Regions from separate parts of the Mus musculus genome. Here regions 1, 3, 4 and 5 are each linked to region 2. The links are chromatin contacts, called in public promoter capture Hi-C maps. All regions are on one chromosome and are shown on one strand. Each heading gives the region's core, a stretch centred on a gene start, on an enhancer-like site or on the middle of the called end of the contact. The rest is flanking DNA. Distances are from core to core; before and after follow the strand shown.

The links. Promoter capture Hi-C pulls out the DNA fragments that hold promoters and counts their contacts.
Region 1: a contact with region 2 is called in a promoter capture Hi-C map of hippocampal neurons, with 4 times the contacts expected there. The contact joins the promoter of Dhx16 here to the promoter of Gabbr1 in region 2. A contact is called at or near these places in 2 of 39 promoter capture datasets (cranial neural crest and hippocampal neurons) and 1 of 115 datasets of contacts at active chromatin or transcription factors (embryonic stem cells).
Region 3: a promoter capture Hi-C map of cranial neural crest shows a contact between it and region 2. The contact joins the promoter of Mdc1 here to the promoter of Gabbr1 in region 2. A contact is called at or near these places in 3 of 39 promoter capture datasets (cranial neural crest, embryonic stem cells and hippocampal neurons) and 4 of 115 datasets of contacts at active chromatin or transcription factors (astrocytes, embryonic stem cells and pancreatic cancer cells).
Region 4: a promoter capture Hi-C map of hippocampal neurons shows a contact between it and region 2, with 3 times the contacts expected there. The contact joins the promoter of Atat1 here to the promoter of Gabbr1 in region 2. A contact is called at or near these places in 4 of 39 promoter capture datasets (cranial neural crest, embryonic stem cells, hippocampal neurons and 1 more) and 3 of 115 datasets of contacts at active chromatin or transcription factors (astrocytes and embryonic stem cells).
Region 5: a promoter capture Hi-C map of embryonic stem cells shows a contact between it and region 2, with 2.5 times the contacts expected there. The contact joins the promoter of Gnl1 here to the promoter of Gabbr1 in region 2. A contact is called at or near these places in 11 of 39 promoter capture datasets (the 3T3-L1 cell line, 3T3-L1-derived adipocytes, cranial neural crest and 6 more), 2 of 484 Hi-C or Micro-C datasets (cortical neurons and embryonic stem cells) and 2 of 115 datasets of contacts at active chromatin or transcription factors (astrocytes and embryonic forebrain).

Annotation. Positions count from the first base shown.
Region 1 is chr17:35,876,932-35,881,544 of GRCm38.p6, reverse strand. Dhx16 (DEAH (Asp-Glu-Ala-His) box polypeptide 16) reads right to left here and starts at 1,767. Exons shown (of 20, transcript NM_026987.2): 1 at 1,427-1,767; 2 at 23-267. The coding sequence starts at 1,633.
Region 2 is chr17:37,043,353-37,047,964 of GRCm38.p6, reverse strand. Gabbr1 (gamma-aminobutyric acid (GABA) B receptor, 1) reads right to left here and starts at 1,999. Exons shown (of 23, transcript NM_019439.3): 1 at 1,676-1,999; 2 at 1,189-1,270; 3 at 308-511. The coding sequence starts at 1,270.
Region 3 is chr17:35,839,136-35,843,496 of GRCm38.p6, reverse strand. Mdc1 (mediator of DNA damage checkpoint 1) reads right to left here and starts at 1,999. Exons shown (of 16, transcript NM_001010833.2): 1 at 1,818-1,999.
Region 4 is chr17:35,908,389-35,912,715 of GRCm38.p6, reverse strand. It overlaps Atat1 (alpha tubulin acetyltransferase 1), which reads left to right and starts at 2,648. Exons shown (of 13, transcript NM_001142744.1): 1 at 2,648-2,787; 2 at 3,225-3,285; 3 at 3,366-3,457; 4 at 3,568-3,628; 5 at 3,750-3,863; 6 at 4,052-4,153. The coding sequence starts at 2,681. It overlaps Mrps18b (mitochondrial ribosomal protein S18B), which reads left to right. Exons shown (of 7, transcript NM_025878.2): 5 at 312-378; 6 at 1,238-1,297; 7 at 1,760-2,336. The coding sequence ends at 2,049. Gm16279 (predicted gene 16279) reads right to left here and starts at 2,981. Exons shown (of 2, transcript NR_167681.1): 1 at 2,623-2,981; 2 at 2,196-2,513.
Region 5 is chr17:35,978,586-35,982,728 of GRCm38.p6, reverse strand. It overlaps Gnl1 (guanine nucleotide binding protein-like 1), which reads right to left and starts at 2,774. Exons shown (of 12, transcript NM_008136.2): 1 at 2,482-2,774; 2 at 1,947-2,112; 3 at 1,531-1,667; 4 at 1,271-1,422; 5 at 1,100-1,171; 6 at 1-204. The coding sequence starts at 2,554. Prr3 (proline-rich polypeptide 3) reads left to right here and starts at 3,434. Exons shown (of 4, transcript NM_145487.4): 1 at 3,434-3,602. The coding sequence starts at 3,491.

The DNA.
Region 1 (4,613 bases), core at 518-3,017, 1.2 Mb after region 2:
CCTCTCCTTCCTTCTGACTTACCCTGCCTTCCTCTTCCCTGACTCGGAAACCTCTTCCTCCTCGTCCTCCTCGTCCTCCTGGTGTTTCTTCCTGAGGTGTTTCCGTCTCTTCCGCTTCTTCTGGAGGCTGCTCCCGTTACTACCCACTGCCTCCTCGCCGCTCTCGCTGTCTTCCAACAACTTATAAGAACGGTTTTTCTCTAGCAGGGCTCGGGCCTCTCGCTCAGCTGCCCGAGCTGGCTTTTCCACCACAGCCTTCCGTGGCACCTGCCGGTAGATATGACAGCTCCTGACCTCAGTACCCTCATTTGCCTACGAACCGGTTACTATATCTAAAGCCTGTCTCCATCTTTCTCTTCTTCGTGGTCTTGTTCTACGGTCATAGCTCAACAGGGCTCCGCAGCTTCTGAACGTCCTTCTAGGAATCCACTGAGCAAATGATTACTGAAAGCCATCCCGTGGTGGAGGCAAAGAACCAGCTCTCACAGGTTGTACGCTCACAGCCTCACACGGGCATATGCACGAACTAAAACTTCTTCCTAACTTTAATGACTTACTTTTATTTTTATGTGCACTGGTGTTCTGCCTGCAACGTGAGCTGTGTGTGAGGGTGCTGAATCTCATAGAACTGGAGTTACAGTTGTGAGTTGCCACGTGGGTTCTAGAAATTGAACCTGGTTCCTCTAGAGGAACAGCAAGTGGTCTTAATCCCTGAGCCATCTCTTCTTGCCCCACGATAGAATTTTTTTTTTAAAGTATTGGTTCTGAGCTTAAGTAGTTTATGTTCTAAAACCCATTTTCTTTTCATGATTTATTTTTCATTTATTTATGTGTATGGGGTACCTGGCAAAGGCCAGAAGCCCTCCGATCTCCTTGGAGCTGGAATTACAGATGGTTGTGTGCCACTAGGCCTGGTTGCTGAGAACTGAACTCAAGTCTTCCAGATGCACAAGGGGTCTTAACTGCTAAGCCATCCCTCCCCAGCCTCGATCCTATTTCCTAAATGCTAATTCTCCTAGCTCTGTTCTCAGTGACTCTTTCCCAGGGCTGGGGATTGAATCCAAGGCTTACTGTATGCTAGACAAACATTCTACCAACTGAGCTACATCCTTAGGCCTGGGGTATGTGCTGTAACTAACAATGGCTCTAGCTTAAACATGTATGTAGAGCCCCATCTCGAGTCTTCTCCACAGACCTGTATACACCCAACACCTAGCATGATATCTAGATAACAGAGGAAAAAAATTAAATGGTGGGCGGAACCAAGAATGAAAGGTCTCTCTGTCACCCCACTACCAGGGAGGCTCGCTGCAAGTTCTAAGCCAGCCTGTGTACTATATTGAAAGTTGCAGGCTATCACAGAATAGACAGCCACACTGCGTACGAGCCAATTCGGCTGTGAGTGGCCTGCCCCGGCGGCACACACCTTGCTCCAGAGCTTCAGGGCGAAGTCCCGCGCCGGCCCCCCGAGGTCCAGGGTGTCGGTGTCCCGCAGGCGCTGCACGAACTCCTCGGCGGAGGCGCAGCGCTGTGCGGTGCCGATCAGGAACTGCGCGACGTGCCGCTCGCTCAGCCCCAGCACCGAGTGCAGCTCCTCCTGCACCCACCGCTCCAGCCCCGCCGGCGTCGCCATGGCGACGCGTCCTGCTCCGGGCGCGCAACCGCGGAACGGCCAGGACTGCGGCGGGGACAGAGCCTGCGGTACTACCGCCTCGCTCCGGCTGCCGTAGAGACTCCAATTCCACAGACCGCGAAACCCGGAAAGAGTCGCGCTCTTCCGGCCAGGGATCGACGGTGGCTGGGCGGGTTCAAATCGCGCAGCCTCTTTCCCGACGCTAAGTGCAAGAGGCTTTCATGCACAGCCTCGTCCAAGCTCTCCGTCGCCCCCTAATGATCTGTGCGCGGGTGCAGTTCTCTATCAATACAAGCTGTCAGTGATGACTAACTAGTTCCCACAGCTGGGATAAATAAAAGACGTACAAATCAGGGTTAGGAAAACAAGATATATAACAAAGGGCTGGAGAGACGGCTCAGCGAAGTCGAGTTCGATTCGGTGCACCCACATCCCTCACCAACAACCACGTATATCTCCAGATCCAGGAGGATCTACCACCTCTGGTCTCTTCTGACACCTGCACTTGTGTGCACGTGCTCATACACAAACACACATACACCTAATTTTTTTAAAAATAAATTTTTTTTTTTTGGTTTTTCGAGACAGGGTTTCTCTGTCTTGGAACTCACTTTGTAGACCAGGCTGGCCTCGAACTCGGAAATCTGCCTGCCTCTGCCTCCCGAGTGCTGGGATTAAAGGCGTGCACCACCACGCCCGGCCTAACTTAAAATATTAAAAATTAAAACAACAAAAACTAAAGGTACATAATAAATACATTTAGGTGGGAGTTTGGGTATCATAAGATTTTAATATTTATTTATTTAATGTGCATGTGGGTTTGCCTGCATGAATTTATCTGCACAGTATGTGTGTGTGTGTGTGTGGTGTGTGTGTGTGTGTGTGTGTGTGTGCCCTTTTAGGTCAGAGATATTGTGTCTCTCTGAACTTGGAGTTACTGGTGGTTGGGACCTGCCTGATATAGGTGCTGGGAACCAAACACCAGTCTTCTGAGAGCAGCAAGTGCTCTTAACCACTGAATCATCTCTCCAGCCCCTCTATTGGGTGTGTGTGTGTGTGTGTGTGTGTGTGTGTGTGTGTGTGTGTAGGCATTTTACTTGCAAGTATGTATACCACTCAGAATCTGGAGGAGGGCATTGGATCTCCTGAAAATGTAGTTAGGGGTGTTTTTGAGACATCACGTGAGTGCTGGGAGTTAAACCTAAGTGTTCTTAATTGAGAAGCCAGCTCTCCAGTTCACCATTTAAAAAACAAAAACAAAAAACAAAAAAACACGGGACTCATGTACAATTAGCTGGCCTTGTATGTACTACATAGCTAAAGATAACTTTGAACTCTTATTTATTTATTTATTTACTTACGCACTTAATTACTTACATCCTCAAAGCTGCCCCCTCCTGGTCCCCCCTGAAAGAGTTTCTCCCCCTATTCCCCTTCTCCTCTGAGAGGGCACCTCCCCACCCCAGTATCCTCCCTACCCCCCACCCCCCACCCCCGCAACCTTGAACTCTTTTTGTTTGTTTGTTTTTTGTTTTGTTTTTTTGAGACAGGGTCTCTCTGTATAGCCCTGGCTGTCCTGGAACTCACTCTGTAGACCAGGCTGGCCTCGAATTCAGAAATCCTTCTGCCTCTGCCTCCCAAGCGCTGGGATTAAAGGTGAGCGACACCACCGCCCAGCAACCTTAGACTCTTGATCCTGTTGTTCCTACTTCCCAAGTGTGGGGATTATAGACATGTACTATCACACTTGACTGAAATGTGTAATTTATGTACAATCAAAAATAATGAGAGGCAAACTGGAGAGATGGCTCAACCAACTATTCTTCCGAAGGTCCTGAGTTCAAATCCCAGCAATCACATGGTGACTCACAGCCATCAGTAAGGAGATCTGATGCCCTCTTTTGGAGTGTCTGAAGAGAGCTACAGTGTGCTTACATAAAATAAATAAATCTTAAAAAAAAAAAGCCGGGCAGTGGTGGCACATGCCTTTAACCAACACTTGGGAGGCAGAGGCAGGCAGATTTCTGAGTTCGAGGCCAGCCTGGTCTACAGAGTGAGTTCCAGGACAGCCAGGGCTATACAGAGAGACCCTGTCTCAAAAAACCAAAATAATAATAACAATAATAATAATAATAATAGGCAATTTAAGTAGATTTTATTTCCTACTGATGGGGAGCGAGTAGAATGGATAAAGTCAAAACAAAACACTCCACATTTTAAAAAGCAATCCAGGTATGTGTTGCTAACAGCTTGGCACATACCTACTGCTAATGGTTTGTTGTGAGCTAACCCCTCCCCAACACAGATGAGATGACACTGCAGGAGAAGATTCCAACAAACACTAACTCAGTTCTCTGAGCTTCAGAAAGTGGACAGGCATGGATGTCTCAGATCTCAGAAATGTGACTGACCACCTGACCAGCGACAGAACTTGAGTTCTGGAATAATGGATGGTTTTTGTTTCCTTTTCTCTGCTTCCTATAAAGCCTGTGGCAGGAGAGAAGATGGAAAGCAGTTATTTTAGGATCCACTGCCTGGTCAGATGCAAGCTCTGTGAATAAAGTATAACTTGGATATTCTCGTCTCTGCTGTTGGTATTTCTATTGGATGACATACGGCATAAGTTATATCTGCTCAGGTTCAGGCACCTAAGTGGACAGGACAGTACATGCTTGAAGTCATTCCTGTTTGGGTAATTGAGGCCAAACAATCCCAAGCAAGAGGTCCCAAAAGGGACCGGAGGGATGGCTCAGTGGTTAAGAGCACTGACTGCTCTTCCAAAGGTCCCGAGTTCAAATCCCAGCAACCACATGGTGGCTCACAACCATCTGTAATGAGATCTGACGGCCTCTCTGGTGTGTCTGAAGACAGCTACAGTGTACTTAGACATAATAAATAAATAAATCTTTAAAAAAAAAAAAAAAAGAGCACTGACCACAGCCGGGCGTGGTGGCGCACGCCTTTAATCCCAGCACTGGGG
Region 2 (4,612 bases), core at 750-3,249:
ATCTCTCATTAATGAACCTCAAAGGATAACTCAGATGAAAAATCAAAGTTATTTCACCCAATGATCAGTATCCTCATGAAGACGATGAAGTGAATGTGCTGGCTGCTTAGCTTGCTTCCTCCCACTAGCTGCTCACAGCAACACCCCTCCTCCTACATAGTACTCATTCATTAAACGTATTTGTGAATTTGGTTCCACTGGATTTAAATTGCTGACTTGCAAAACAACTAAGGATGGTCTGCAACTGAGAATGGAAGGGCCTGAAGGAAGGGGGCAGGGATGGTGGGTGGCTTCCCAGGCTACTCACCACAGCGACTGGGTGTGTCCATATCCGTCCAGGAGCCGTTGGCCAGGCACTTGCGCACCTTGGGCCCCACCACCTCGCGTTCGCCCCGGCACACATATTCAATCTCATAGTCCACAGGCAGGAAATTGATGGCCTTCACCTGGTCGCGAGTCAAGCCACGGTACCTGATGCCACCTTCCCAGGGCGGATGTATAATCTGGCAACCTGAGAGGGAATGGGGAGGCACAGGGGAACCGTGGGAGCGGGAAGGCAGCGCGCAGTGGAAGGGGGAAGAGCAGGGCGTGGTCAATGGTGGGGTTGGGGCAGGGGGACAGAAAAGGAGGGGCACACGGGACACACGACTGGAAGCTGGGAGTGGGAACAGTTAAGAACCCCAAGCTGCAGAACCCAGCGTCGTGGGTTAGGGCTAAAGCTGGTGCGAGAGTCCACCGGTTAAGAAGTATAATGGAGACAAATATCTAAGAAGAAATCCTAAGGGCTATAATGTTCGGTGGTTTAAATGAGGGACAGGGCCGAAGGAGAATACCGGTGAGGACCACACAAACCCACTGAACAAGGACCACACAAACCCATCAAAGCAACAAGGTGGACTACGGAAGGGGGGCGCTGTAGTAACGTGGGGCCCGGAAAGGGAGGTGGGGCTGAGATAATTCGGGGTCACAGAAAAACGGTGTAGTGTAGCAACGTGAGGTAGAGGAAATGGGTGCTGGTGGTGATGCGGAGTGACAGAAAGGAGGTCAGGAGTTGTGAAGTGGCTGCGGACCAGGATGCCAGGGATGGGGGCGGGGGGAGGTCCTGCCGCAAGAGTGATGAGGAAAGGAGACGTGCAAGGAAACGAGCTGTGGGGTGGAAGAGGTCCAGGGCGCCGGAGATGGGTGCACCTTCCGAGGTGACGTTGGGGGTCTGAGCCCCGCCAGCGCCCAGGGGGCGGAGGAAGAGAGGCACCAGCAGCAGCAGCAGCATCTGAGGAAAAGGCAACAGTGAGGGCACGGAGGAGCCCGCCGGCCGCGGCCTGGGCCAGCCGACGGACAGGTCTCGCTCCGCGCACCTCACGGGCTCCAACCGCGCGGTTCGGGACGCGAAGGGCGCCCCGCGGAGGAGGCGGGGGCGGAGCCGCACGGGCTGGGGGGGAGAGGAGGAGAGAGCGCCTGTCCCCACCCTCCTCCGGCCTCCCTCGGCCCCCCACCCTCCCGGGACTCCACCTCCTCTCAGCAGCCCCTGTGGCTAGCGCTAGCCCAGCTTACCCACGCTCAGGGGTCCCGCTACCCCATCACTCGCCTCTCGCACCCGAACCCCACGCACCCCCCGGCCCTACCCTACGTCCACCGGCCTCCTTGCCAAGCCCCGGTCGTGGGGCCCCGGTCTTACCTCGGCGGCCGGTCCCGCTCCGCGGCTCTCCCCGGGCCTCAAGGGCCCAGGCCCGGCCGCGGCTCCCCGTTCTCCCTCCCGGTCCTCCAGCTTCCCCTCCCCCTGTTCTTCTTCCACAGGAATCCAGGCTCCAGCCCGGCCGGGGTCTCTCCCCTTCGCGATCGCTACCCGCAAACCCCACCCCCGTCTCTCCTTCCCCGGGGCGACGGCGGCCGCGAGAGCACGGTGCCGGGAGGGAAGGAGGCGGCGCCGGGGACCGGGGAAGCTCTCGGGCGGAGGGAGGAAGGAGGGTGCAGGGGAAGACGGGGCGGGGGGAAGGGAGGGGGAGATCGGAGAGGGCGCCTCCCACAACCCGAGCCCCAGGAGCCGCCCCGGATCCCGGCCCCTCCCTAGACCGCCCACGGCGCGGGAGGGCGTAGAGGTAGGATGGAGGGGAACATAGGCGACCACGCATGCAGGCGGGGGACTAAGAGCTGCCGAGAGACCCGCAGACTAGACTGATGGAGACAGGAGGGGGGGCTGTAGGGGGTTATAGGACCCAAGCCTAAAGCAGAGGAGCTGGCACAAAGACAAGGAGCCTGGATGAAGGTGAAGAAAGGATGTGTTTGTACAAAAGGAAGACAGATCTGGACCTGGCGTAAGGAGGGAAGACGTCATATGCCTGGGGAACAGACCTTGAAGGGGAAGGGAGAATCAAGGGTCAAAAGGGCAGCCGATGGTGGAGGGAGCACTAGGAGAAAAATAGGATAGAAGAGCTAGAACTGGGAGCCCCGGGTGGCTCGTTAGTCCAGCAGTAGGCTACTTGCCAGCTTATGGCGGGGAGCAAGAGATCAGGGGCATCAGAAGAGATACTGAGGTAGATGGAGAAAGGAGAGGGCATAAAGAAAGAAAACCTCTACGTGAGCATGAGCCTGTATTATCAACACTCGGACCAGACCTGCCATTCTTGACTAAGGGTAAACTGGAGGCCCTGACAGAGAAGTCTGACAGCCAAAGCTCCTGCATTGCGATTGTCTGTCCATAACTTGATGGACAGAAAGATGAAAAAGGGAGTGTGGCGGGGGCTGGGGGAGGCACTCCTTTGCTGGCTAGTTCTTCCAGAGAGGTGGGTGGAAAGCAGGTATTATGAGACCCAGGAGAACCAAGGCTCTCAACCTTCAACCCTATGTTAGAACAAGTATTTGTAATGACTCCTAAACCACGAACTAATAATCATAGATTACATCACTTCCCTATGCACGTGACTAAAAAGAACAAAATATTTCCCCATCTATAAGAAGGAGCATAGCAATTTGCTACAACATAAACAGTATTTTAGAGTGAGTGCCGTTTCCCTCGAAGCAGGCAAATGCTTACACCTCTCCTTAGAGTCACAGAAATGAAACTTCTACCAACACACTGATACAGGTGCATAGCCAGTGACTCAACTACCTCCGGCATGTTGCCATCAATGTAGTGACTTCAGGAAATGTTGAGCAACTCTTGGTAGCAAAGTCAAGCTTCCCTAAACTCACACAGAACTGTAATTGCATTCCTAGAAAGTTCGCTGCATATTCAGACCATTAAAAAAAAAAAAAAGACTATTAAGTTCTAGGCTCAGATAATTAAACACAAGTTTTTACCTACATGAATGTCCTGGGGGACTTCTGAAAATCTGGATAAAGAGAGAACTCTTATCTGGCAGGAGGACAGCTTTTACACAGGTTCTACCCATATGTACACCCCCTCTCACAGTTCTAAATACAAAAAAAAAAAAAAAAAAAGCCCCACAAGCTTTTAAATGTTGCCTGGAAAGAGTCTGAGAACCACTGGACTAAATAGTGAGCAAAAGAGAGTAGGAAGGAGTTCTAACCACCAGAAGAGACAGCCACCCTCCTCTGAGTGGCCTGCCCTCTCAATAAGACCAACTGAAGTTATGGATACCAGTGAGGGAAGTTTCTCAGATAGTCAAAAAGAAGAGCTACCTGGCCGGGTGTGGTGGTGCATGCCTTTAATCCCAGCACTTGGGAGCAGAGGCAGGCAGATTTCCGAGTTCGAGGCCAGCCTGGTCTACAAAGTGAGTTCCAGGACAGCCAGGTCTACACAGAGAAACCCTGTCTCGAAAAAAAAAAAAAAAAAGAGCTACCTGACTCTGACTGACTCTCTGCCAGGCCTTGGCTAGTTCTTCTAGCCAGGTGGTATCCTGTGGTCCTGGCAAAGCTGAGTTCACAAACCCCTCCCCAAGTCCAGCAGGACCCTGCCTCAATGCAACATCTGAGCAAGCATGCTCCCTGGGATCACAGACTACTCCCAACATCTTTGTGTAAGCACTCTGATTTGCTTGCCTCTAGAGCATTCTGTAGCTGCCATTTCCTCCTTTCATACCTTTTCACCCTCCAGTATACTTTCCAGAGTTCCTTATCCATGTTCCTCGGGACACTTGTTTAGATTCTTCCTCAAACCACCATGTGTCAGCCCTGTTCTTCCCACAGATATTGTACCTAGCAGGAGATACGATGTCGGGAATGAATGTAGAGCCTTGAGCCCTCTACTTCCTTCTTTTCCTTCTAAAAACAAAAAAAGCAAAAGCTTCTACAGGTGAGCCTTTGCAATGCTACCTCCTTTGTGTAGTTTTTGTTTGTTTGTTCTGTTCTGTTCTGTTTTGTTACCATTTTCCATGGAAAGAGGCGTTTCTACTCAGATTCCCTATGGAATGGCCAACCTTCTTCTTTATCGTGCTTCCCAAATTCTCCTTCTGATGCCTTTCCCCCATTCTTTCTCTTCCACCCTAGAAAACACAAAGCTTAATTATCAGAAGGCACGGAAACACAAGAACCAAAATAGCCCAAGTTGTTGATGATCTATAAAATTCTGGGCTCGGGGGCTGGCAAGATGGCTCAGTGGGTAAGAGCAATGACTGCTCTTCCAAAGGTCCTGAGTTCAAATCACAGCAACCAC
Region 3 (4,361 bases), core at 750-3,249, 1.2 Mb after region 2:
TTGTTTTTAGATACTACAGACTGAATCTAGAGCCTCCCACACCAAAACAAATGCTCTACCACCAAACTATAGCCTCAGCCCACAGATGGGTACTTCGTTTAAAGCATAAAAAAACATGGTAAGCTGGACTGAGGTGGTGTATACCCACAGTTCCAGCTGAGGGCAGCTGAAACAATGTAATTGCTTGAGTCCAAGACTTCCAAGTTAGCATGGACAACACAGTAAGACCCCTTTAAAAAACAACAACAACAAAAACCAGCAAGGTGGCTCAGTGGTTAAAAGCACTGCATGCTCTTCTAGAATACCTAGGTTCAGTTCTCAGAACCCACACTGGTTCACAACAGTTTGTAATTCAAATTCCAGGGTATCTGACACCCTCCTTGGAGCCACGCACTCACCTGTGTGAGGGTATGGGCTTTGAGAAACAATGGTATGTGAAATATACTGTTTCTGGGCCTGGAAAGATGGCTCATCTGTTAAGAGCACTGATTACTCTTCCAGAGGTTTTGAGTTCAATTCCTAGCAACTACACGGTTCACAGACATGCGTAATGGGATCTGATGGGTCAGATATTACACACACACAGGAAAACTAGTGATGATCAAACTTAGGGTCTTGTACATGTTCTAGTTTTTAAAAGCCCATCTACCACTCCCTAATTGATTTCATAATCCTCTATTGAGTATTGTGTTGTATCAGGCATAATAGCCAAACGAGACAGGGAAGTAATAACTCCAAAAATTGATTTGCTCAGAATAACACAGCATGTAAATAGAAATGAGTCACAAAGCCCCCAGTTTATACACTCTCATCAGCATACTTCAGCTTGAAGTGCAAAGAACCAGAGAAGCTAACATATAAAGAGGGGTTTATATGTTAAACAGTTTTAACACATTAGGTTGACTGATTCATTTGTTCTTGAGAAGAACCCTGTAAAAGTATGGTTGTTCTTTTTTTTTTTTTTTTCCCAGATGAGAAACGTCAACATAGATGGGTTAAGGACCGTCTCTAAATCACTCCTAGCGTTTTCTCGTGGCTGCTAAGTTCACAGAATTAAAGTAGCTCCTTGGCAAGACCCTTTCTGTCTTTGTTTGCTTGTTTTCGAGACAGGGTTTCTCTGTGTAGCCCTGGTTGTCCTGGAACTCACTCTGTAGACCACCAGGCTGGCCTCCAACTCAGAAATCTGCCTGCCTCTGCATCCCCAGAGCTGGGATTAAAGGCGTGCCCCACCACGCCCGCCCGGCCCCCTTTCTGTCTTTGACATCTCTTTCCAGATCAGTACGGGTGGAACTGTATCTACATCCCCACCTCCCCTACTCGGGTCCGTCCTATTTACTCTGCAGGAATTATGCACACCTGGTACCGGTCAGTATTTGGGCATGCATCCTCAAAATGAATCCTGCTCTCATGGTAACTACATAGCCGGCGTTACTAACAGACAAACTAGAGACAGAAATTCAAAACTGCATGGGTGGATTTTACCTATAAAGATGTCACACACGGGGAAAACGCTGAAAGGAAAAGTAGTGTACCCCAAGAAGTAAACTCCGTCCTGCCAACCCAGCAGACGCCTACGACCCTTTGCTCCAAGTGAAGGGCAACCATCTTTGGTACCTACGCTGGAGTTCGTTCCCTCGTGGCCTAAGGTTTCCGTGTCACCAAACCTACACCCGGGCCAGGGCGCCAAGCAAGGATTAGCATAAAAAAACCTAAAACCGCAACCCAAATTACCTCAGCCCAGTGACACCTAGGGCACGCCCCTCCCGCCCTCAGGAGGAATCAAAGATGGTAACCCGGGCGCGGGCTGCCGAACTCACCGACTGAATCCGCGCGCGCGCGCCACCAGTAACGGCCGCTACCAGGTGGCGGGAGTGCGAATCCCGGAAGAGAGTCGGTGGGCTGATTGGCTCCTGGAACTGTCTTTTACTGCTGGAAGCGCGCCGATTGATTCAAGTCGGAAGCCCCGCCCCTGCCTCACCTCCTCACAGCTCAAATGTGCGGCTACCGGCGGGAAACAGGCTGAAGAAAACGCTAATCAGGAGGGTGTGGCCTGAGAATCCCGCACCGTGATTGGGTAGTGCCCTAGGCCAACCCTCCGTCGCTACGTCATCCACGGACTACTTCCCGCGCAGATTTCCAAACGCCTACCAGAGAGTCTGGCGCCAGTTACCGGCGGCGGCTAGAAGGGCTCTATCATAGAAGTCATTCCAAGGCCAGAGCGCCCTTCTCGGTCATCCCAGAAATGGCGCCAGCTGACTCACGAGAAATGGGGGGTTGCAGGCAGCAGTCGTGGCTGGAGGCTGCAGATTGGAAAACACCCTGTAGGCGTGGCACTTTAGAACTCCCTATTGCAGAGGGATTTTATTTCCGTTTGATTTGGACTGTTTACTTGCTTTTCTTCCACATCTATGTATGTACGTATTAATGTATAAAATGACGGACTTTTTTTTTTTTTTTTTTTTTTTGGTTTTTCGAGACAGGGTTTCTCTGTATAGCCCTGGCTGTCCTGGAACTCACTTTGTAGACCAGGCTGGCCTCGAACTCAGAAATCCGCCTGCCACTGCCTCCCGAGTGCTGGAATTAAAGGCGTGTGCCACCACGCCTGGCCAATGACGGACATTTTGAGGTCATCTTCCTAAATGGAAGATCCTAAATACAGCAAGCTGTTTTGCTAAAACCTCAAAGTCTGTCGTCGTCTTTCAAAAGAGGAGAAAAGTATAATAAAATAATTTATTTCATTATAATAAAACATGAAGGTATTCCAGGAAAGTGGCTTGTATAGTTCTTTCCCGTTGGTTTTTTCAATATGTCCATAATAAATCGCCAGACGTTTGAAGCTTTAAGTTGGATGACTTATCCGTGTTCCTAAAGTAAATGAGACAAATTCAAGTAGCACGAAATAATCAATAATCGCTTTCATTGTTGGCATAACCAAAATTGAAATATTTTTAATGAATAAAGGAGTATTGATGTAACTTAAATGTTCTTTGTTGTTGTTGTTGTTGTTTTGGTTTTTTGTTTTTCGAGACAGGGTTTCTCTGTGTAGCCCTGGCTGTCCTGGAACTCACTATGTAGACCAGGCTGGCCTCGAACTCAGAAATCTGCCTGCCTCTGCCTCCCAAGTGCTGGGATTAAAGGTGTACACCACCACTACCCGGTTAAATGTTCTTTTATTTAAAAGATGACTTGAGCTGTATGTTGATTGCATGTCTTTGATTCATTTTCTTTAAGCCAAAGAAGGGTCTCACTATGTGCCTCCGCTAACCTCGAACTAACTAACTTAGCAGGTCAGCCTTGAACTCACAGGGATCCTCCTTCCTTTCACTGGTACAACACGATTATATTCTAGATACTGCTTACTACATTCTAGATACTGCTTACATTCTAGATACTGCTTACTAGACCCTTCCCTTTGTTGTTGTTGTTTCTCTTTTTAAAAGAGGTTTTTATGTGTATTGGTAGTTTGCTTGCATGTATGTCTGTGTACTACTACTATGGGTGACAGAAATTGAACCTGTTCTGAGAAGGGCAAATTCTCTTAATTGCTGAGCCATCTCTCTAGCCCCACGTATGTTGTGTTTCCAAGACAGGCTCTCATTTTGTAGACTAGGTTAGCCTCCAAAGTGCAATGATCCTTCTGTCTCAATATCCGTATTTCTTGGGAGTTTGGGCAGGCACAATCTAATTTTTCCTTTCTATTTGTTCATTTAGAGACTGAAGCTAAAGCTTGTACCTCAAGCTGTCTAGGTAGCCTCTAGGTAGCCGGTGTTGACCTTGAACTTCCCTTGCCTTCTAGTCAGAATTCGGGGACTAATCATGTGAACCACTCTTGCTCTAATTAATCATTTTGTATCCCTTTAAAGCTTTGAGGATACTTAGTAATTTTCGAAACCCTGGAAAGAGAACATTAAGGCCTCTAACTTGAGCCCATTCAATCAACTCCCTTCTTCCTGCTCAGTTCCAGCACATTGCCACAGACTCACCTAATGAATAAAATCATTTAACTGGAAAAACAAACAAATCCCCTTGCTTCAAGCAAGTGTCTGAGAGAGGGAGGCACTGTCTAAAGACTGACATTCTCTTAGTCTGTCCACCCTACAGCCTGTCCTGACAGGATGACCAGAATGTCTTCAGCGTCGTCTGAAAGGCCCAAATCCCACGCAGATTTTACATACACCTTCTGTCTTAGGCAGGATTTCCATTCCTGCACAACCAAGAAGCAAGTTGGGGAGGAAAGGGTTTATTCAGCTCACACTTCCACATTGCTATTCATCACTGAATGAAGTCAGGACTGGAACTCAAGCAGGTCAGAAAGCAGGAGCTGATGCAGAGGCCATGGAGGGATGTTCTTTACTGGTTTG
Region 4 (4,327 bases), core at 1,399-3,898, 1.1 Mb after region 2:
TCGCACTGCTGTGCGCCACCACTCCCTAGCTCTTCGTCTTTGCTTTGCTGGGCTTTTCTTTTTCCGGGAGGGTGGGGGTAGCACTTGCTGGCCTTGATCTCAAAGATAGTCTTCTGCCTCCTGTGTGTTGGGATTACACCTAACAAGATGTAGCCAAGGCTGGCCCTAACCTCCATTCTTCTGTGTTCCTTTTTCATCAAGTTCTGATGGGTTGTGCTACCACAAAGGGCTGTGTTGGTGTAAGGGGGACACACTTAGCCTACAGAGGTCTTGACCAGTCCCTCACACATTTGTTTATCTCTCTCCTGCAGAATGTGAAGCTCTTGGAACAGTTTGTCTGTGCACACACGGGTATCATCTTTCACGCCCCATACACAGGTTAGCTTGGCCCTCCTGTTATGACTTCTATAGTTTTTCCGTGGAGCTCCTTATTATGGGGTTGGGAGGTAGACATTCCTTTGATAGCTCCTATAAATAATAGCACACAGAAGTTTTTGTTTAATGAGAACCATCATTACGATAAAACAGTTAAATGTAGACAAAAGACTAAAGTTTTAGAGCCTCCCTGTAGGAGTGAGGGCTGTCTAAATGTACTTTAAAAGGTAAAGCGTGCCTTAAACTGTGAGTTTGGGGTCAGCCTGGTCTACATAGTGAGTTCCAAGACAGCCAGGGCTACATAGACTCCGGCTCAACCTTTTTTTTTTTTTTTAAAGGTGAACAGCTTGCTTCCTTGTAAAGTTTTCCACCTATCAGTCTATAAATTTGTGTGTATGTGTGTGTGACAGGGTTTCTCTGTACAGCCCTGGCTGTCCTGGAACTCACTCTGTAGACCAGGCTGGCCTCGAACTCAGAAATCCGCCTGCCTCTGCCTCCTGAGTGCTGGGATTAAAGGCGTGTGCCACCATGCCCGGCGATATGTCCCTTTTGTCAGAGTTTTTTTGTTGTCAGCCTACAGAGTGGAGCTGGGAATAATTGCTACTCTGTCACATTCCCTAATTTGAAATCACTTCTTATAAGATCTTTTTCTGTGGATTTTCCAAGTCAGCCTTAACCACATTTGTCATTGAGTCATCTTCTGGCCCATCTGTAGGCTCTGTCATTCCATGACATCTCTGTAGTGGCTGGACATCCAGGCAGATACAGGTCAGGGCCCTGGGGCATTAAATGGTCAGCTGTCTCTGTGTAGAAGACTTGCTGCTGTGTGGGACGCTGTCCAGGTTGACGTTTCTCTCCGTAGGGGTCTGTATGAAGCAGCACAAGAAGCTGACCCAGGCCATCCAGAAAGCCAGGGAGTGTGGTAAGTGAGAGCAAGGGGCAAGGGTTTCTGAGGTGCTTACGTGCTCCCATGTCTATGAGAAAGTACTCAGCAGACTCCTAGTTTTTCCACGTTGGGTGAGTTGCTGGACTCGGAAGTAACAGCTGTAGGTTCCAGGCTACTAAGAGTACATATTGAGATGATCTTTCAGGAAACACAAGGAAGGAACATTCCTTCTTCAGACTACTCTGTCTCCTGAATCTTGACAGTCTTGTGTTTCTTGGTTCTGACCTGGCTTATACAGCACCTTTGCACGGATGAGTGAGGAGGGAGAGCCCATGCAGTGCCCTGCCTGTTCTCTGTCTCCTTGGCAGGGTGTGCTGTGTATGCGCTGCTGGAATGTGCTTGGTGGTTATGACTGGTCCCTCGACTTGTAGTGCCTTTTTCTTGTCTTGAGTCTGACCTGCCCTTCCTCATCCACCATTATTTCCTTTAACCCCGTAGGTCTTCTCAGTTACTACGTCCCCCAGGTTGAGCCCCGGGATGCTGACTTTGGTACTGTGCATGGAGCTGTCAGTGTGACTCCACCAGCCCCCACACTGTTGTCAGGTGAACCTTGGTACCCATGGTACAGCTGGCAACAGCCACCAGAGAGAGAGCTGTCTCGCCTTCGCCGACTCTATCAAGGAAATCTCCTAGAAGAAAGTGGCCCGCCACCTGAGTCGATGCCAGAGATGCCCACTACACCACCAGCAGAATCCTCCATTGAGCAGCCAGGCTCCCAGAGTGCTTAGAACTTGTGACCTGGGGAAGTCAGACCAAGGGAGTACTGTCTAGGGCTACGTGGTATCCTGTGTCCTGCAAAGGGTTCTGTTTTGTGACAGTGGCAGACCCTATAGGGAACTGGCTGGCATGAAGAGAACAAAGCACATTTGACGTTGAGGGGGACTAGATGTTTATGGGTAACTGGTGAGGACTTACATATAAACTGGAGACTCTTGTGTATGCCCTTGATGGTGTGTCCCTGATTTAAACCTCCTGGCTCAGCTTTTATACAATAAAGCTGTGTCTCTTCACCCGTTCTTGACTCCCTTTGGGCTGTCTGTTCAAAACGTGGGTGTGAAGTCTATGAGGTGGGGTGGGAGTGTGGTCTACCCGCAACTCCAAGGGGTGTGAGACTGGTTCTTCTGAAGGTTCCCTCAGCTGTTCACTGGGAGGGCAGGATACTTGGTTGCCCTGGCATCTCAGGGGCACAGACCTACAAAAGGAGAACTGTTGCTAGAGAAAAATGGGGTTTCCCAGGCACTGTGAAACCATGGTGGGGGCGGGGCGAGCCCTCGGGGCGGGTCCTAGAGATAAAGACTTACCGGCCCTCTTAGCGGAAGTGACGTTGTGTGGGGCGTGTCTGGTCCCGCACAATGGGCCATGGAGTTCCCGTTCGATGTGGATGCGCTGTTCCCGGAGCGGATCACCGTGCTGGACCAGCACCTGCGGCCTCCGGCCCGCCGACCCGGAACCACAACGCCGGCCCGGTGACATTTCAAACCCGACCCATGGCCCTTCTGTCCCGGTTCCTCTCCAAACCTGATCCAGGAACCACGCCCCCTTCTCACTGACTACTGGCCATTTCTCCTGCGGTCTTACTTGTGTTTTGGTGACCTTTGACCCTGGATCTAGCCGGGTTAATAGACCTACATCTGTAACCTTTCACCATCTGGCCTAATGTGGCCTCAACAAGAGGCTATAGTTGACCCGCCCTTCCTACCGCGTCACAGTAACCTTAACACGGGAGCTGTGAAACCAAAGCTTGGGATCTGGAGGGGTGAGGTGAGGTGGGAGGTGAGGAAGAGTTCCAAGCAAAGTCAGAGACCCTGTGGAGGAGCCTGGGTGGGAGCCAAGCAGGCTGCCAGGAATGACTTACACGATGCTGTAACCTAGCGAGTGTCTGACCGGGCCCCTCTCTCTGTAGTGTGGATCTGCAGCAGCAAATCATGACTATTGTAGATGAGCTGGGCAAGGCTTCTGCCAAGGTACGGGGCGCCTCTAGGAGGAGGAAAGGGAGATGGGTGGCAGATAAGGAGCCAAACAAAGTAGATCTTCATCTCTGCAGGCGCAGCACCTCCCTGCACCCATCACCAGCGCTTTGAGGATGCAAAGCAACCGGCACGTTATTTACATACTGAAGGACACCTCAGCCCGACCGTGAGTCTTACTGTCATTATTCCCTGTGAATCAAACTCTTCTTACCTCCCTTTTACAATCTCTCCCAGACAGTTGCTCCTGCCTGGTTCATTATTTCCCCCATCCCACAGGGCAGGGAAAGGAGCCATTATTGGTTTCCTCAAAGTTGGATACAAGAAGCTCTTTGTACTGGTGAGTGTCACTGCAAACTAGCCATTTGTAAGCACTGGTGTCAGAGAAGAAATGGGGGCGGGGTGGGAGACAATGAAGAAGATGCATGGCTCCTAATGAGTATGTGTTCTTGACCTCTTAGGATGACCGGGAGGCTCACAATGAGGTAGAACCCCTTTGCATTCTGGACTTTTACATCCACGAGTCGGTGCAACGGCATGGCCACGGGCGAGAACTTTTTCAGCATATGTTACAGGTACCCAACAACCTTTACCGATTAGTCAGAATAGATCTAAAAGGCTCTTCACCCCGAAGCTCTAGGAGGCCCTGCTCCATGGCCCACAGTTGGTCCCCTTTTCTCTGTATTCCCTTACCAGGCTCCCAGTATCCTGCTAGCATGCTCCTCCTACAACCCCTGCCCCCAAGTTTTCCGTTTTCCTGCAGAAAGAGCGAGTGGAGCCCCACCAACTGGCCATTGACCGACCATCGCCGAAGCTGCTCAAGTTCCTGAATAAGCACTACAACCTGGAGACCACAGTCCCACAGGTTAGAGGCTCTGCACCAACCCTGGAGACGCCTGGCTAAGTTCTACCTCGGGTTGTTTCCATGTTGTTTTAGACTTACCTCATTTTCGTGTGTTTGAATGCTTTGCTCACATGTATATACATGCACCATGTTCATGCCTGTACACACAAGTTAGAAGGGGGTGTCAGAACGTGG
Region 5 (4,143 bases), core at 1,525-4,024, 1.1 Mb after region 2:
ACCAGGCTCCTGTGGAGTGCGCGTGTCCCGAGGGAAAGAGGTGAACAAGACAATGTGGAGCTGGGGGTAGCACTGGTGAAAATAATGCTTCCAGGCAACCACGAGAGCCGGCGGGGCCAGGTCCACCTTGTTCAAGACCAGCACCAGGGCCAGCCCAAGCTCTCCAGTTACATACTCGTAAAGTGCTGGTGGGAAGTTCACAACCTGTGACACAATTGATAAGAGGACAGAGTGACAAGAAGCGAGTCAAGAGTTTGCTGACCCCAGCTCCCTGTCACCAGGCACAGCTCTGGCAGAAGTAGATTCTGTGGTGAAAACAGTTAACCCAGCCGCACCAAGCAGGGAAGGCAAAGCAGGTATTAATAACAACCTGGGCAGGCCTCAGGGAGCTTCCTGCAGGTCATGATGAGAGAAATGGAGGCAAGTCTGACAATATCTGAGTGCACTGAGGTGATGACAGTCAGGAACAGGGACAGGGACCAGGTAAGAAGTACACAGCTCTATGCACGCGTGTACATGTCTGTGTTAGGTGTGTATGGCTGTGTACATCATATGTGCATGTGACAAGGATCAGAGATGAATAAAAAGTTCAGCTCCTGAGGCTGGGGTGCGACTCAGTGGTAAAAAGCTCAGGCCTAGTACGAGCAAGATGCAAGGCCCAGGGCTTCATCCTCGGTGGCAGAGCAGAGCAAAACAAAAGGAAATGCAAATGGTGCCATTGCCTGAGGAACACCAAGGTTGACCTCTGTGGCTTCCCAATTCCAAGCATACCGTCTACAAGTGGGATGGCAAGCACCTGCAAATCAGAGCCTTTCACACACACCCACCAAAAGGTGTAAAAAGAGCTCTCTGGCCGGGCGTGGTGGCGCACGCCTTTAATCCCAGCACTCGGGAGGCAGAGGCAGGTGGATCTCCTTGTAGATCCTGGAACTCACTTTTGTAGACCAGTATGGACAGCCAGGGCTATACAGAGAAACCCTGTCTTGAAAGCCAACCAAACAAACAAACAAAGATCTCTCTGCCTTCCAATTCCTGCCTCAGAACACTCTCATACTAGAATCATCCCCTTTCCCCCTTGCAAACCTTTCAAAGTCCTCACCGGATGTCGGATGTCAGTAATGAGCAGGACGATGTCAGACATCTCTAACACCCGCCACAGCTGCCTCCATGTCTGAAAAGATCAGAAGAGAGACTGTCTTCAGTTTGGCTGCTGCCTGAACCAGGACACTAAGATCACAGTATGTCGACTCAGTAAACACGCCACCATCACCTCCAGATTGTGCTCAAAGTAGCTGAGTTTCTCTGAAGTGTATGCCCCGTGTATCTTCCCAAGGTATTCCTGGAAGCTCCGCTCCTCCTGGCTCATTAGCTGTTCCTTGGACATCTCATAACTCCAAGGAGGCCGCCGGGGAAAGTCCAGGACTGGGAAACAAGGAAAGAGACCGGATAAGCATGAGGACTTTTTCTGGACCCCTTCTCTGGCCAGCAAGTTCCCCAGGCTGATGGCATACACAAGTAGCCCCCACTCACCTGAGCCAGGCTGATACACTTCCCGGATATCCAACTCTAACACTTCAGCACTGACCGGCTGCAACACTTGCTCTCTGGCCGCTCTCTTTCTCCTCTCCACCTCCTCCCGGCTGTCCCGTTCAAAATGCAGCCGGTATCTAAGGGGAAAGGGACCACACATCTAGTGGAGTCCTGTGACAAACAATCTCCTCTTCTGACCACAAAACTGCAAAGGTTCCTCTCCTGGTTGTTCAAGTCTCCTCTAAACAAACTCTTGACAGTCCCCATTGGAAGGCAAGAAAGATTGTGGCCCATCCAGGGAGAACCACCTTCCTTGGCTTCCAGCCTCACTAGTTCCACTTTCAATCCTTCATCGGAAGCTTTTCCTAAGGGTGAGGGCGGGGAAACTGCGGCCAGCGCCCTTCTCCTTGGCTTACCGGTTGGGGTCGTAGCCTCTGGGCCCCAGGCCCTGGGAAGGTTGCTGGTTGAGCCTGCGGATATGATGGGTCACGGATTCCCCATCCGACGTGTCCGTCTGCTCCTCCCGCCGCTCCCGGCTACCGCTGCGGCTGTTGGAACTGGAGCGCAGCCCATCTTGGAGCCCTGAGGGGAGGGGCCGGTGACGCCGGTGTAGACCGGTTCTTAGGGGACCTAAAGCCCCCCGAGCCGGTAGGACAAGCTCTTCTTCAGCCGACCCAACTTCTCCAGAGGCTCCATCTTCCCAACCGCGCGCCCCAACCCCGTCCCGGATGGGCCTGGAGGTCGTCACAGCGCCCTGTGGCAGCAGCAGCAGAAGCAGAAGCAGAGTTTCCCATCCCCCACCCTCCACCCCTCCCCGTCCCGCCGCTGCGGGAAACCCCCACCGTGGCAGCCCACGCGGGATCGCGAGAGCCCACCCACCCACCCCCCGCCCGCGGTGCCGCGGCACAGCCCTCCTCCAGAGCTGCGCAGCGGCCCCGCCCCCTCCCTGACCTCGCTTCCGCTCCCGCTTGTCCTGCAGCTGCTTCTTCTTCTGCTTCACGCTGAAGGGCTTCTTCCTCGGCATGGCCCCGGAGCCCCGGCCCGCCCTCCGCCGAGCTCCCCGCCGCCGCAACTGACTCCCCGGGGCAGCCCCCGCCGGCGGCCCGGGGCCCTGGGGAGGCGGGGCCGCGGTGACGTCAGCAGCGAGCGGCGGGGAGCGGGGAGCGGGGCGGCGGGGATGCAAGCGGCGGCACGTGAGAGTCCGCGGGTCCGGGATGCACGGTGCGGCGAGCGGGAGACGCGCGTGGGAGGCCCGAGCCGACTCCGTCACGGGCGCTACCAAGTGGCAGTCGCGGGAGGGGGGACGCGTGTCACCGCCGCCCGGCGCTCCCGGGAGCTGCCACTCACCTGGCGGGGGCCGGGCGACGGGGCGAGGACACGCCCCACCGCGCGGCCGCCTGGAGAGGATGGCCCCTGGCGGGAGAGCCGGGACTGCGCTGGCTGCCCGGTGGACTGGCTGCCCCGTGGACTGGCCTGCGGCAACAGGACTCGGTAAGGAGATTGCGGAAGAGGCAGGTTCACTGGCCACACGTGCGAGCGCGGGTGAGGAGGAAAAGCGAGCGGGACAAGGACTTTTGGAGAGAGGTCAGAGAGCACGGAGTTGTGGCTGTAGTTGTTGCCATGGTAACTGGGGCCCGGATGTGGCGACCTTAGGATGCGACAGGCCTCTCGCGTGCCGCCAGAGTCCCGAAGCCTGTCCGGTGTCTCACTGGAATGGGGTGGTGCTTTCCCACGTGGAGAGGAACTGCACAAGGGGGAGCAAAGCTTCCCCACGCGCGCGGCGGGGTGAGCGAGGCACCTTGTAGGAGCGAACGGCCGCGGCACATCCACGACCTCCCGGAAGTGGCATGGTGGGCGCCTCGGTCACCCGGCCCATCGCCCACCCGGAAGCGGAAGGAAAGCTAGTGTGCCCCTTCCTCACTGCCCTCCAAATCTTGCTGCAGCCATTGCCGCAGCCGCTATGCCGAAACGAAAGAAGCAGGACCAGCCGCCGCCGCTGCCGCAGCAGCAGCAACATCTCGCACTGTCTGAGCGGGACGAGCCTGGAGATGAGGAGGATGAGCGCCCCATGGGTGAGGGGCAGGGCGTGCACACGCCTGTCAGCCGGCCAGGGGGCTAGGATAGAATGAAATGCGGGGGAGGAGGTGCCAACGGAAGGAGGAAGGGCGCACGCGTGGAGGTGGGGTGGGACGTGGTGGGGGAGGGATGCTGGTGGAACCTGGATTGAGGGCTTCGCTTGCTTGAACCCTCAACCTCAATCTGGCTCCTAATCCTTTCTGGAGAAGGCAGGGGAGGTGGCGGCTCGGCTAAACATCTGGCTTGCGCAACCGCAGAATGGCGGGGGGAGAGGGGTGGCAGCGATGTTACAGATTGTGATGATCGGGAAGACAATTTGTGACCACACTTCCACTGGTTAGGTCAACCTTCTGTGAACTACTCCCCCGAGGGAAGGAGAGGAGAAAAAAACTATGATGGGCCAACAGTTAAGGTGAGGGATTGGGGTACGTGGAATCACTGGCATGTTGTGGATGCAGCACTGTGAGGAAAGAGCTGTTAGAGACCTCTGTTACCCTCTGATGGACTCTCAAACAACTCTGCAGAGGGACGGGCAGA